Linked DNA regions of Hordeum vulgare: all the other regions are linked to region 1. Evidence: chromatin contacts called from public Hi-C data. All regions are on one chromosome and are shown on one strand. The core of a region is the stretch at or near the end of the contact, and the rest is flanking DNA. Distances in the headings are between cores, read along the strand shown. Region 1 holds the start of LOC123425638 (zinc finger AN1 and C2H2 domain-containing stress-associated protein 16-like). Region 2 overlaps LOC123425635 (insulin-degrading enzyme-like 1, peroxisomal). Region 3 holds the start of LOC123425636 (aquaporin PIP2-1).

Region 1 (2,506 bases), core at 6-2,505:
CTGCTGCGGTTATGAATACAGGTTCTTTCATCATTGTCAGCCATACTGAAAAGTGAAAACGGGTACTCCTAGCCGATTAAGGCTTCCCCCCCCCCCCCCCCCCCCCCCGGTTTCTAGTTTGGTTAGAGTCCACCATTTCTTGGTACACCAGTAGTTGCTTCTTATTATGTAATGCATTAAGTAGTGTGCTTCAGGTCTCAGGACACTATTCAAAATCTAATATTTCCTTAATGTTAAAAAAGGCTAGCTCTCATGAAATACATATATTATACTTAAACCATGTACACATGTTTGCTTGTTGTTTCTTCAATAATAGGCTTTACAAAAGGTTGCTTCTACTTTGGTGTATGACAATGGCAGTTAGGAACTTAGGATCAAGTAGGTTTTACGTTCGAGTCTACAAACATGTGTCCATAAACTAATAATCTAGCACAACGGCCTTGAAATGAATGTTTCAATCAACCAAAGCATTTCTTTGGCATCCCCCAAAAGTTCATGCAGATCATGTCACTACTGACGAAATACTAAGCAGTGACACAATAACTCTACTTCAGCAACAAAGCCAGCAGAAGCACTGCTTCAAGATGGCAGGCGTTGATACTCTATTGCCCGGAATTGGAGAAAGAAAGGCTCTTCCCTGCTGCCCAGGCAACAACATGAATGGCCAAGGGGCATTGACCAGAATAATTCGGTTTCCCTTAGCCCCTTACCATCTCCTGAGGTGAGTTCTTACTTCTTAGTAGGCTGCCAGATCACAATAAGTAAAACCGCCCAAACTACCACTACCAGGATCTGTTTCAGGAAAGCGCGTGTGCAGAGAAGCAACGATTCTCGCGTTCCACAATCCACAGAGCAATACTCAGACCGGCCCAAGCTCTAAACGCAATTGATCCAACTTTCACGCTAATCAATAGTCAAATTCGGTCAACGAATCAGAGGGACAGGGGGGCGGAAACGTACGAAGTCGCATCGGTCGCAGGTGAAGGGGAGGAAATCGATCAGGTGGCAGTCGCCGACGCTGCAGTGCCGCCCCAGGTCAGGGAACTCCGGCGTGCCCATGGCCCGTCGGAACCGCGCGGCCTTCGGGAGATCCGAGCAAACTCGCCGACTCGCGCCCGTCCGCTCCGACGGCTGCCTCGGTCGCTGCCACCGGCAGGGAAGGGGGGGAGAAGGTCGCTCGCACGCACGCACGCGGAACGGCGGAAGGGGCACGAAATCGATTACAAAAACGTTTTGACGGTGTGTTTTCGGCCAGGCCCTCGGACTAGTCTGCAGTTTATGCCGGGTACTCGTATGACCGCGGGCCCGTATTAGTTGGTACGCGCTTTGTTTTGTGAGGGAAGGTGGAGTTTTTTTTTTATTGTTGTTGTTGTTGTTTGCAACGATGGGGAATGTGGAGTCGGTGGTGAGCCGGTAACGGGAAAAGTGTCAACGGTAGACAGTGGCGAAGCCAGGATTCGCCAAAGGCCCGGTCCATGCTTGCTACAGTGTTATTTACACTCCAGACTCCAGGTCAACTCCACCGCACGACTCCAAACACACGTCTGGTTTGATCAGATTTTGTTCGTTTTGAACGACAATGGGTTCGTTTATGTCTGCTTCTGTCCGTTGGGTTATACGTGCGCCCACCGCGCGGCCGCACCTCAAATCATGTCCGTGTTGAATGTGATTAAAAAAATAGAAAAACTTAACTAAAAAGTAAATAAACGCAGTTAAAAAAACTTAAAACATAACATTAACATAAAAAAGACCATTTTTTCACGACCACAAAACGGTCCAGTTTGACATAATTAACATTAAAAAAACGTCGATGTCGTGGCCGTCGCCGTCTTCACTGACCGTCGGTGTCGTCGTCATCGTCGTCGCTGACGAGGTCGACGTAGGCCAGCGGCGTCCAGAGGTGGGTCGGCGGTCCGTGGTGCGCGGGGGCGGGCTGGAAGCTGGCAGGAGCATGTAGCACCTCCTCCCGTGGCGAGGCGTCCCGCTCCGGTGACGGACGTCGCTCCACAGGACCGGCATCCTCGTCTCCCAGTAGCGCCGGCATACCTCAGCGTTGAGGTACTGCCGATCACGCTGACCGGCGGGCCTAGGGTCGATGGTGAAGGGAGCAGGCGCGGAGGCCCGCCGCGGTGACGATGCGGCCTCCTCCTTCACGGAGCCGCGACAACGTCCCGACGAGGAGCCAGCCTCGCGGTCGTGCTTCCCCTTGCGGTCGTGCTTCCACAGCCCCATGGCTGCGAGGTGGGCGGCCGACGAGTTCGAGGAGGCTAGGGTTTGGGTGTCGGGTTTCGAGGAGGCTGCGGGGTGGTGATGAGAAATGTGGACGACGACCGGTCCACGGCTTCCCCATTTAGGAAGGACCGTGACCGTTCCCTGAGCGGATGACAGGCGGGCCCGGGCGCTCATGCGCATTGATGTGGGTGGGTGGAAGATAGGTGGCCGCCTGCCACGCGGCCCCGACGCGGACGAGCGCGCGTCTGTTTGATGTCCCCCGCGACCCAAACCC
Region 2 (2,506 bases), core at 3-2,502, 420 kb before region 1:
TCGGGCGGGAGTTGGAGCTGCAGCCGGCGACTAGCCAATGCAACAAAAAGTCCGAACTGATGGAAAGGGTTAGTGCAATCCACATATATTGAAACACCTCTTCTCACGTGTGACGGGGAAGACAAGTCAGAGGTCTCTACAAGTCAGAGGTCTCTACGTGGACACAAAGGGGGACTACCAGCAATTTTTTTAAATAAATTACGAAAGCCAGGACTTGAACTCAAGACTTTAGCTCTGATACCATGTTAAGCTTTATGCACTAGCCAACACAATCAAAAGTCCAAACTGATAGTCCAAACTGATGGAAAGGGTTAGTGCAATCCACATATACTGTAACAGGATGAACACCGGAGAGGGGTGCCGTTCACAGAGGATAGGTGGCGACCACGTAGACGGAGGATTGGATCGAGAGCACGAGTTGCGCGTGCGAAAAAAAACCCTAAGGCTCTAATACCATGTTAGGAAATATGCAGCTTGTATTTTGAGGAGGCCATAGGCCATTATATATACATGTACAGGTGTGGATATGTAGAAAATCCCTTATACAATGGGAAGTACGAGAGGTTACATGGCTATATATATAGTATTCTAACAAGGCCCACGTGTCATTGTAGTTGCCTATTTTTAATTACTCCCTCCGATCCAAAATAAGTTTGTGGTTTTAGTTCAGATTGATTTGGATCTGACATGAGAGAGGTCCACATGTCATTGTAGTTGCCAATTTTTAATTACTCCCTCCGATCCAGAATAAATGACGTGGTTTTAGTTCAAATTGATTTTGAGCTGACATGAGAGAGGACCACATGTCATTTTAGTTGCCTATTTTTAATTACTCCTTCCGATCCAAAATAGTAAGTGTCGTGGTTTCAAACTAAAACCACGACACTTATTTTGGATCTGAGGGAGTAGTTTACTTAATCTACATCCCTCCACCGACTCCCTCCCTCCCTCAGTGCCCTGCCCAGGTTTGCAAGTTTTTGATGATGGTGAAAACGGAAATGACCCTATGTGAGTCAGAATGGTCATGGAGGTGGTGTGGTGCACTGGTCGTAGAGATGAGAGATGAAGGGGACATGGAGGTGGCATACATAGAGACATGGTGTGGCGCACTGGTCGTAGAGATGAGAGATGAAGGGACATGGAGGTGACATTGTGTAGGGAGCTTTAAGACCGCATGAGCACGGGTACAAGCAGTGGCGGATCTAGGCCCCAGGCTTTGTAACACTGTAGCGAAATATTGTATCTTGAGGCCCAAAATGGTACAGTGTACAAAGGGGGCCGGGGGAGGCCCGTTGGGCTGGATCCGCCCCTGGGTACAAGGTAGGTAAGGCAAAAATGACCGTGCAGTCCGTATGCCCAGAGAAGGGCAGATAGGGAGATCGGCTGCATCCAGCATTTTAGCCAGCACAGGCAGATGGCCTTTTTTGGACAGGAAGTGAAGCAGTCAGATCCTTCTCATGGAACTAGAGTGGGCAATCAAGTTACTGATCACCCACCACACTCAATCTCCATCATCCGCACCTTCTGCTGTCAGATTAGGGATTTTGCTGTCACTGGGTGGTCTGCTGGCTTTGGGGGTGGGTTGCAGCTGCTCCATCGATGTGCACAGCTTTGTCTTTGCGTGGATCTGAACAATGGGCTGTGGCTGCTTGCCGTGTCACGGTATCAGTGAGGAAGAATTGAACAAGCAAAAGGAGAGAACAGCATGTTGTGCCCACCTGTCACACCATGCGTGCAAAACCACCCTGTGAAGCAACCTAGAATATAGTGGAATAAGGGTATTTGTAACTGTTTTTACAAACATTAGGTGGCTGGTTACCTGGGTTTAGCATTCAGGGGGTCATGTAGACTTCTTCCTTTGTTTAATGCGTTTTGCTTGCGAGTGTTGTTTTCCTTTTTGAGGAAAAGGCAGTCGTTTTCAGTTTTGGGTTGTCGTTTTTGAGTGCTTGGATTTCTGCAATTGCAGGTTGCTGCACTGGGGGAGCTTAAGAAGGAAGAGTTGATAGAGTTCTTTGATAATTATGTCAAGGTCGGCGCACCAGAAAAGAAGATCCTTAGCATACAAATCTATGGTGGTCTCCATGCCTCTGAGTACGAAAAGATTGTTCATGATGTTCCACCACCGCATTCGCATCGAATAACTGATATATTCAGCTTCAGGAGGTCGAGACCTTTATATGGTTCATTCAAAGGTGGTGCTGGTCAGATGAAGCTATAGGACAACTTTGTTTCGTGTCTTATTTACATTCAACTTGTATTTTTCCTAAAGAAAATAATGTGTGGGACAAATGTTCTCACTTTTGGCTAGGCTGAATATATTCCATACATATTAGTTTGAAGTTGTACATGTTGATGTTCGTTTCTATACCGACGATTAGACCTGAAAGTGTTCGACTGGCATACATTCTAAACCTGTTTATATCATGAATCAGAGGATGTAGCTAGCAACCAGCTGAGTACAAGTCAGAAGTAGAGTCTCTGCTACGGTTGTAATGTGATAGCATCT
Region 3 (2,506 bases), core at 6-2,505, 260 kb before region 1:
ATCATAGATACCTCACCCTTTTAGTAGTATTGACTTTTCTATGGACTCAAATATGATTTTTCACAAATATAAAATGCTGAGTCGCTTGGCCAATCCTATTTCTTTCCTAGTAGCCACGCGTTCTCCTCACGATCCTTAGCCAATGCATCTTTGAACTTTTCTAAAATATATTTGGATAATGACACATATGTTATGATTAATTATCAAAACCACCTTAGACAAAAATTGTGCTTTCAATCGCGCAAATAGCACGCACGCGAGCGTGTAGCAATTCCCGTTGCCTTAGTGAGATCATCGATCCAGCCATCTAGCGCCTCCCGACGGTCGAGCGCGTCTGGTTCGAGGCGAAAAAGGCGGCCATCACCATCGACGAAGTTGCGGCAGCACATGTTGCACATTGAACGAGTACCACCTCACGTATGGGCTCTCCAACTCTCTCATGGAGCACCACCTCGGCGTTGGCAAGTCCGTGATGGTGATGGTGACGGCGAGTAGAACTGCGGTGGCAAGTAGTTTAAGTATAAATATGAACTAGTTTACGTTAAAAGTATGTTTTTTGAATTATATTTATGTCGCGTGGTATGAACTATGTTTAAAATTTCCGTTTTATTAAGCTCGTATGAACTGTGTTTATATGGAACTCTAATGGTGTTTAAATGGCACGAACTACTAATTAAAAAAGGTGAGTGGAAGTTTAATAATATTTATAGGATCAATTCTGTCTGTGCGTCTGCTGTTCGTCTGCCGTACTGTAAATTTCCTTTATGAAAAACTGTAAAACGAATGCTCAGTAAAGACACGAATGAAAAACTGTAAAACGAATGCTCAGTAAAACTGTAAAACGAATGGCACGAAGATGTGGTGAAGGTGAAAATAGGTCCGGATCATGGCAGTAAAGACACCGTATCATGTAGATTTTGTCACAATGCTCAGTCGGCAAGTTCTCCAAACTTCCAATCGAGGAAAGAGATATCCGTGAATTCTGGAATCTGGCGTTTGCACCTGCGTCGCAGCACATGCCCCAATAGCTTATCCACCTCACTTCACTGCAGCAACAAAAACAAAAGCCAAGCCCCATTTGGTCTTATCAGCAAATTATATAGTCCTCCTACTCGTACAAATAAAATTCAGACGAAGAAAATAGTTCAGTTTTCAGTTCCATCAAGGACACCACGAGAGGGTGCGGAGCCTCGTCCACCACACACCCTCGCCTCGTTGTATTTTACTACCTACCTCTTCTCCCCCGCTCCATAAATACCACCTTCCTCCCGTCACTCCCCCACCACACACAAGCTCCAACTCCATTTTTTTCCAGCGAGAAGAAACCACACACACTGATGGCGAAGGACGAGGTGATGGAGACCGGCGGCGGCGGCGACTTCGCGGCCAAGGACTACACGGACCCGCCGCCGGCCCCGCTGGTGGACGCGGCGGAGCTGGCGTCGTGGTCGCTGTACCGCGCCGTCATCGCCGAGTTCATCGCCACGCTGCTCTTCCTCTACATCACCGTGGCCACGGTCATCGGGTACAAGCACCAGACGGACCCCGCGGTGAACAGCGCCGCCGACGCGGCGTGCGGCGGCGTGGGCGTGCTCGGCATCGCGTGGGCCTTCGGCGGCATGATCTTCGTCCTCGTCTACTGCACCGCCGGCATCTCCGGGGGCCACATCAACCCGGCCGTGACCTTCGGCCTCTTCCTGGCGCGCAAGGTCTCCCTGGTCCGCGCGCTGCTCTACATGGTGGCGCAGTGCCTCGGCGCCATGTGCGGGGTCGGCCTCGTCAAGGCCTTCCAGAGCGCCTACTTCGTCAGGTACGGCGGCGGCGCCAACACGCTCGCCGCCGGATACTCCAAGGGCACCGGCCTCGCCGCGGAGATCATCGGCACCTTCGTGCTCGTCTACACCGTCTTCTCCGCCACCGACCCCAAGCGCAGCGCACGCGACTCTCACGTCCCGGTAAGCATGATACCTCCGGCTCCGGGCTACACAATTCTTTTGAGAAAGTAAAGTTTTCTGTTTTGAGCAAAAAAGTAAAGCTTTTTTTCTTAGAGCTTAGCTTAAGATAGCATGCCATGAGGACAGATCGTCCAAACGAGCAGAATGATACTCCATATGAACAAAAAGGGGGAAAAGCAAGAATATCGTATCCTCCTAAGATGAACAAAACGGGAAGAATGATGTACTCCTTTATGATTTTATCCTATATATCATTAGAATGAACAAAAAGGACGTCAGGTATTTCTTTTTGAAAAAAAATAAGTGATGCCGTGATGCTTTAAAAAAGTGTTTATCCTTAACAGTGACATTAGTCTCCCCGTAGGCGTAAATGTGAATCGTAGCAGTTGTACTGGCACTGCAATTGACGGAAGAATGAAGGATCCTGATGAATCTAGTGGTGTGGTACACCTCCGCGTGGCCAGACAATTACTACTGTAATAAGTATGTTTACTATATTCCAGTTAAGTCCCATCCATGTCCTTGGCCCATGTGGCCCCAACAGTAAGCTG

Evidence for each region. A called contact is a pair of places that touch in the nucleus more often than the background predicts.
Region 2: a contact with region 1 is called in a Hi-C map of leaf, with 3 times the contacts expected there. The contact joins the enhancer-like site here to the promoter of LOC123425638 in region 1. A contact is called at or near these places in 4 of 6 Hi-C or Micro-C datasets (leaf and seedling).
Region 3: a Hi-C map of leaf shows a contact between it and region 1, with 5 times the contacts expected there. The contact joins the promoter of LOC123425636 here to the promoter of LOC123425638 in region 1. A contact is called at or near these places in 6 of 6 Hi-C or Micro-C datasets (leaf, seedling and an unstated tissue) and 1 of 1 datasets of contacts at active chromatin or transcription factors (embryo).

What each region holds. Positions count from the first base shown.
Region 1 is chr2H:156,109,883-156,112,388 of MorexV3_pseudomolecules_assembly, forward strand. LOC123425638 (zinc finger AN1 and C2H2 domain-containing stress-associated protein 16-like) reads right to left here and starts at 1,256. Exons shown (of 2, transcript XM_045109335.1): 1 at 961-1,256. The coding sequence starts at 1,059.
Region 2 is chr2H:155,692,264-155,694,769 of MorexV3_pseudomolecules_assembly, forward strand. LOC123425635 (insulin-degrading enzyme-like 1, peroxisomal) reads left to right here. Exons shown (of 26, transcript XM_045109332.1): 26 at 1,967-2,365. The coding sequence ends at 2,218. Among protein-coding and RNA genes, the nearest start is that of LOC123425635, 28 kb to the left of the region's middle. Within about 2 kb of position 1,253, at least 3 of the 3 cell types and tissues checked have open chromatin away from gene starts, as enhancers often do. A contact at or near this core is called in leaf and seedling, where this site is marked.
Region 3 is chr2H:155,852,325-155,854,830 of MorexV3_pseudomolecules_assembly, forward strand. It overlaps LOC123425636 (aquaporin PIP2-1), which reads left to right and starts at 1,256. Exons shown (of 3, transcript XM_045109333.1): 1 at 1,256-1,955. The coding sequence starts at 1,338.